2 separate regions of the Canis lupus genome follow, and region 2 is linked to region 1. A link is a contact called in public Hi-C data. All regions are on one chromosome and are shown on one strand. Each heading gives the region's core, a stretch centred on a gene start, on an enhancer-like site or on the middle of the called end of the contact. The rest is flanking DNA. Distances are from core to core; before and after follow the strand shown. Region 1 overlaps ANO10 (anoctamin-10). Region 2 overlaps SNRK (SNF-related serine/threonine-protein kinase).

Region 1 (2,700 bases), core at 160-2,659:
AGGGCCTGATCTGCCTCCTGGAGCTTGGTGCCCTCCACAGAAAACTGGGCCCACGGTGGGCGGGAAGGCCTGTGCTCCCCAACCTTTTGCCAGTGCAGGACTGAGCACCCTGGCTTGAGGGCAGCAGAGGCCTGGCTTGTCTCCCTGGGTCTCCTGCCCTCCTCTCTGGACATGCTGAGCCAGTGGCAGAAGCAGAACTTCAAACCTGTGGCCCAAGCCCAGAGAAACACCCAAGCAGTTTAGAAGAAACAAGCTGCAGCAGCCTGCTTGCCACAGAGGGAGACTTAAACTGGTTTTGAGACCAGCGAGTGACACCCAGACCTGTCCTGTGCAAATGGGCAGACCTCTGCCAATCCTCCTGAATGACGGAGTCAGAAGCCACAGTGTCTTGAGGCAGCTTCTCTCAGGAAACCCAGATACTGTGCACTGCTCACAGATCTAGATCCCCTCCAGCTGCTGTCATGAACTCAGTGAAGAAGTACCCCACCCTCCTGGTGCAGAGGTGCCAAGGGGCTGGGCCCCAACCCAGTCTGCTCCCCACTTCCTCCTCTATTCGGGGCAGATGACGAGCATTGGCAGAATGAACTCCAGAAGCACAGACTTCCTAATCTGAAAGAACCCTGATTGACGGTTTGGTCCTATGGCCACTTAAGAATCTGGAGAGTCTCTTAAATGCAGACTCAGGCCTCTACAGGAACTCGTTGGTCTGTAGCTGGGGCCTACTTCTTTTGCTTTTTAGCAGCCCTGCCTGGGGAGATGTAGTGGGAAGGGGGCAACATAACCCTTTCAAAAACAAAAAACAAAAAATACCTTGGCTTCTTTAGGGATTCTTAAATTAAAACCTTACTAAAAATACAAGCAGGATAATAGCGCTGACTTCTTCCCTACAAAAAGCATCAGAATGAAGAGAATGAAATCTTCCCCAATTCCTGACTCATTAAAACACTCATGCTCCAGATAGCTCTTTAAAAAGCATAGACTGACTTGCATCACTATTAATAATATTTATAGGAGGAGCCTAATCACTAAGTGTGTTGTCCAAATGCACAGCTGAACATAAGAAAGGATGTAGAACTGGACCCATTTTTCCCTGCAGAGACGCACAGAAATGCTTCCTGAGACCTGCAGTGCTTTCTACAGACCTGAGATGGCCCCTGCCCCCTCCTGGACTGGTCGCAGAGACTCTCTGGCTGAACCCACAATCAGCTCTGGGATCCTTCTATTCACAGCACTCAGGAAACCACAACCAGTGGATTACATTCCTGCCCAATCTGAAATCTGTTAGCAGCTACTCTATTACCCCTTCCCCTCAAAAGCAGCAACTACTCCCAGACACAGCTCTGGGAGCTCCCGGCTGACAGACAAAAAGAGCCTGTGCATTCATCTTTTCCTGTTTACTGGAAGCTCCACTGGCCAGGAGCTGGCTCAGGGCAGAGCTCAGTGGCTGCCATGGAGTCAGCTGCTAGCTTCACAGGCCAGGGCGTCCTGGGGCAACAGGTCTGATAGGAACTGTGTTCTCAGGCCAGTTCAGGTCAGCAATGGCATCTGCAGCACCCCGCTCCCCCAAATCTTGCCAGCCTCGGCTATGCAGGCCTGGTGACAGAGCACTGGCATCACCGGTCCCCTACTCACCTCCATTCTGACTTAACAGGGCTCCCCCAGGAGGATTCTGTCTCTAGCTCTGGTGAGCAGGAAGGAGCAGAACTGGAAGCCTCCCTCACACACAGCTATGCCTGTGCACCCCCTGTAAGCACCAGTGAGGTTTTCTGTGTGTCACTGACCAGGCTGAGGCTAAGCAACTTGTCTTCGGTCATGTCACTAGAATCAGGGCAAAAGTAAACAAGGGTCTGACGGTTCAGGTAAAAAAAGTAAAGAGTGGGACATTTCACAAAAACTTTTTTTTTTAATTTCTTTTAGTAATCTCTATACCCAGCATGGGGCTCAAACTCACAACCCCAAGATCAAGGGTTACATGCTCTTCTGACAGAGACAGCTGGGTGCCTCAATATTTTTTATTTGTTACGTCTAAAAGAAAGTTTCCCTCAAATAAGCAGTGTTTTGGACATATTCTAATATAATGATGAAATGCCCTGGGCCTGGCAATGCTTTCGGGTTCTCATAAGCCCCACAGCAGTGGATGCAGGGGCAGTGGCGCCTGGGGAACCTTGGGCATTCCTGGGGCCATGACATATGTCACCTCTCCCTCCAGAGCACCTGCTTCATTTCAACATCTGATGAAAACATGTGAAGGCAGATGACTGTCAGACACACCGGCCTCTGAGTCCCACATCCCCACCCCAGCCACCAGCTTTTCTCCCATGCACCCCATGTCAGGGGCCACTACCACTTGGTTGCTCACATCAAAACTTGAGCCGGTGAGGGGATGCCTCTGTGTCCTCCTCCTGCGTCTACAGTTGGCCGCAGGGCCTGCCAACCCCATCCACCAAGCACATCCACTGAGCCCACTGCTGGTCTCTAGGACTTCTTGACACCATCCCAAAGCACCCCAAGCCAGGTTTTTTTTTTTTTTTTCCAAGCCAGGTTTTAATATTTTTTTCTTTCTTTCTTTCTTTATGATAGTCACAGAGAGAAAGAGAGAGAGAGAGAGAAAGAGAGAGAGGCAGAGACACAGGCAGAGAGAGAAGCAGGCTCCATGCACCGGGAGCCCGACGTGGGACTCGATCCCGGGTCTCCAGGATC
Region 2 (2,700 bases), core at 28-2,527, 59 kb before region 1:
CCCTTGGAAAATACTTTCCTAGACATTTGGAGGTACAATTTTGCCTATTTGGACATTTCTCATAAGAAATCATTTAACCAGGATGCCTGAGTGGCTCATTGTTGAGCGTCTGCCTTCATTCAGCTCAGGGCATGATCCTAGAATCTGGATCGAGTCCCGCCTCGGGCTCCCTGCATGGAACCTGCTTTTCCCTCTGCTTGTGTCTCTGCCTCTCTCTCTCTCTCTCTCTCTCTCTGTCTCTCATGAGTAGATAAATCTTTTTTTTTTTTTAAGAATTTAACCTTTTAATTTGTAATTTCCAATCTTGAATCCATCCAGTGAGTGCAGCCTGATAACCACATAATAGTATATGATAACTACACTGTAATATCCAGCCAATCCAGTGAAAAACTCTGATCCTTCCATAACTTAGGACCTCTTGGCCTATTTGTGGTTTCTTCATCTTTGATTTATGGCTTATATTGGTAACTCCCAGGAAGAGGAGTGCTATTCTAGAAATGTAGAATATTGTTTATTTTGGATAAAGGGAACAGCAGTGGCAACTGCATGTAGGATTGTGTTTATTTTGCTTGACCAGGAGGTTGTTGATATTCTCAGAGGATTTAGTCTACTGTCTTCCTTTCATCCTATGCCATTTTTGTTATGGTATCTGAAATTTCAGCAGTAAGATCGGGGTGGTAGTATTCACTGAGACAGTGTTAATTCCTCCACTTAGTTTTTCTATCAGCATGCAGTTTAGCATTTTCCATGAGTAAAAATTACAGTTTGCATTTTTGGTATTTGTAAAAGATAACCAGAATATTTCCATATGTAAGAAGCTTAAATGCAGTTTTAGTGTGTCTTTGCAAAAAGTCCTCGAGAGCATTCATTAGCACAGATTTTTTTTTAAAAGCACTTAATTTTGGGAGAGGTTTTACATATTTTAAATATTGGTGGTCTGATTTTAGGAGGAAATTTATAATATCCCAAATAAAATGTAGGAAAACACATGGCCCTTTTTGTTCCATTCCTCTACTTTCTCATGCTGTGGATTGGGCATGCAGAGCTACCTTTGTTCAGTATTCTGTTTTGTCCTCCCCAAAGATGTGAGTAGGAGACATTTGTTTGATACACAGACTACACTGCAGTGGTGGTGATGTCAGTGAAAATCTGAAAGTGAATTTCGAGAAGAATAACAGGGTGAATTTCAAATTGACAGTAGATTTAACAGAGGCTGGTTCTACAAATGTTTTCAGCAGCTTGCAAAATGTGTGTAGGGCCACCCACTCTTCCTTCCTCTTCTCCAGCCACACCCGTACACTTCAGTTTGCTTCTCTTTAGTTGGGAGGATATCAGTATATTCTTGCAACATATACTGGGAGTTGTTTCTCAAACATGAATTTCCATATTATAAACACTTTTGACTAGTTGGCTGGTTTCATTTAGGTCCAGCCTAGTTATGTGCTTGTGTGACTACTTTAGAATAGCCTAATTTAGTGGTTTTGCTGTTTTAAAAGATGTCATATTTGTTATGTAGCCATTAAAAATACTGATATGCAAGCAAGTGCATGGGAAAATGTTCATTATATAAAGTAGAGGAAAAAGTAGTATCAAACTTCATATTCAGTATCTTAGCTTTGTAAAGAAATGTAGGTATAAAGGATATGTATTCATAGCTGAAGAGAGGTTAGCTTAGATGAAATTACAGGTGATTTCTCTATCCCTACCCCCAGATTGTGCTTTTCTACATTTTCCAAATTTTCTAAAGTGAATTCGTATCGACTTGTTTTGTAGAGAGAATTACTTTTAAAATGTTATAGACCTGTTTCTCTTTCTGTTCCTATGTTTGCATATATTACATTTTATTTAAAAAGTTGTGTCTGAGCATATATTACATGTAGAAAATAATTGGAAAGGCTGTGTACCAAACTGTTAACAGAGATTGTCCCAGAGAGTAGAAAAATTGATGTTTTGAAAAAAATTTCTCTCTTTTTGCCAGTTTATATGTTCTAATTGTATATTTTCCTATATTGTACAGGTATTTCTTTCATAACTCCATCATAGAAATAAAATACTAAAACGAATGAAAGTAATACATCAGGCAAAAAAAGACTAGAAGTGACTTTTTATGTCACTTTTATGACTTTTATGACATAACTTTTATGTCAAAAAGTTAAAGTTATCTATAGAATGTAGATAAAGTTATAAATAGAATGATCACATCTTTGTAAAACAGAATAAAGAAGAAGCTGTATGTAAATATTTGCAGAAAGATCGCCAAAATACTGATAGTTTTTATCATCAGTGGTAGGGCTATGGATGCCTTTTTATTCTTTCTACTTCTAGTCTGTATTTTCCGGATTTTCTGTAAGAATGTATTACTTTTAGAAGGAAAAAATGTGAAGGAACATTTAGTTCTTTTTAAAAAGGTAGATTTGAAAGAAGGTCATCTTGATATAATTTTAAAAGGCAAATACTTAGCTTTTGTGGGATGTTTTATTGAAAAATCATCAGGGGGATTCCTGGGTGGCTCAGCGGTTTGGTCCCTGCCTTCGGCTCAGGGCGTGATCCTGGAGTCCAGGGAGAATCGAGTCCCACATGGGGCTCCCTGCATGGAGCCTGCTTCTCCCTCTGCCTGTGTCTCTGCCTCTCTCTCTCTGTGTCTCTCATGAATAAATAAAATCTTAAAAAAAAAAAAAAAAAAAAAGGAAAGAAAAATCA

Evidence for each region. A called contact is a pair of places that touch in the nucleus more often than the background predicts.
Region 2: a contact with region 1 is called in a Hi-C map of blood, with 2.3 times the contacts expected there. The contact joins two enhancer-like sites. A contact is called at or near these places in 2 of 9 Hi-C or Micro-C datasets (amygdala and blood).

The regions. Positions count from the first base shown.
Region 1 is chr23:3,088,765-3,091,464 of UU_Cfam_GSD_1.0, reverse strand. All of the region lies in intron 11 of ANO10 (anoctamin-10), which reads right to left. Among named protein-coding and RNA genes, the nearest start is that of SNRK, 70 kb to the left of the region's middle. Within about 2 kb of position 1,409, at least 10 of the 20 cell types and tissues checked have an H3K27ac peak or open chromatin away from gene starts, as enhancers often do. A contact at or near this core is called in blood, where this site is marked.
Region 2 is chr23:3,147,963-3,150,662 of UU_Cfam_GSD_1.0, reverse strand. The region is part of intron 1 of SNRK (SNF-related serine/threonine-protein kinase); the gene reads left to right. Among named protein-coding and RNA genes, the nearest start is that of SNRK, 11 kb to the left of the region's middle. Within about 2 kb of position 1,277, at least 2 of the 20 cell types and tissues checked have an H3K27ac peak or open chromatin away from gene starts, as enhancers often do. A contact at or near this core is called in blood, where this site is marked.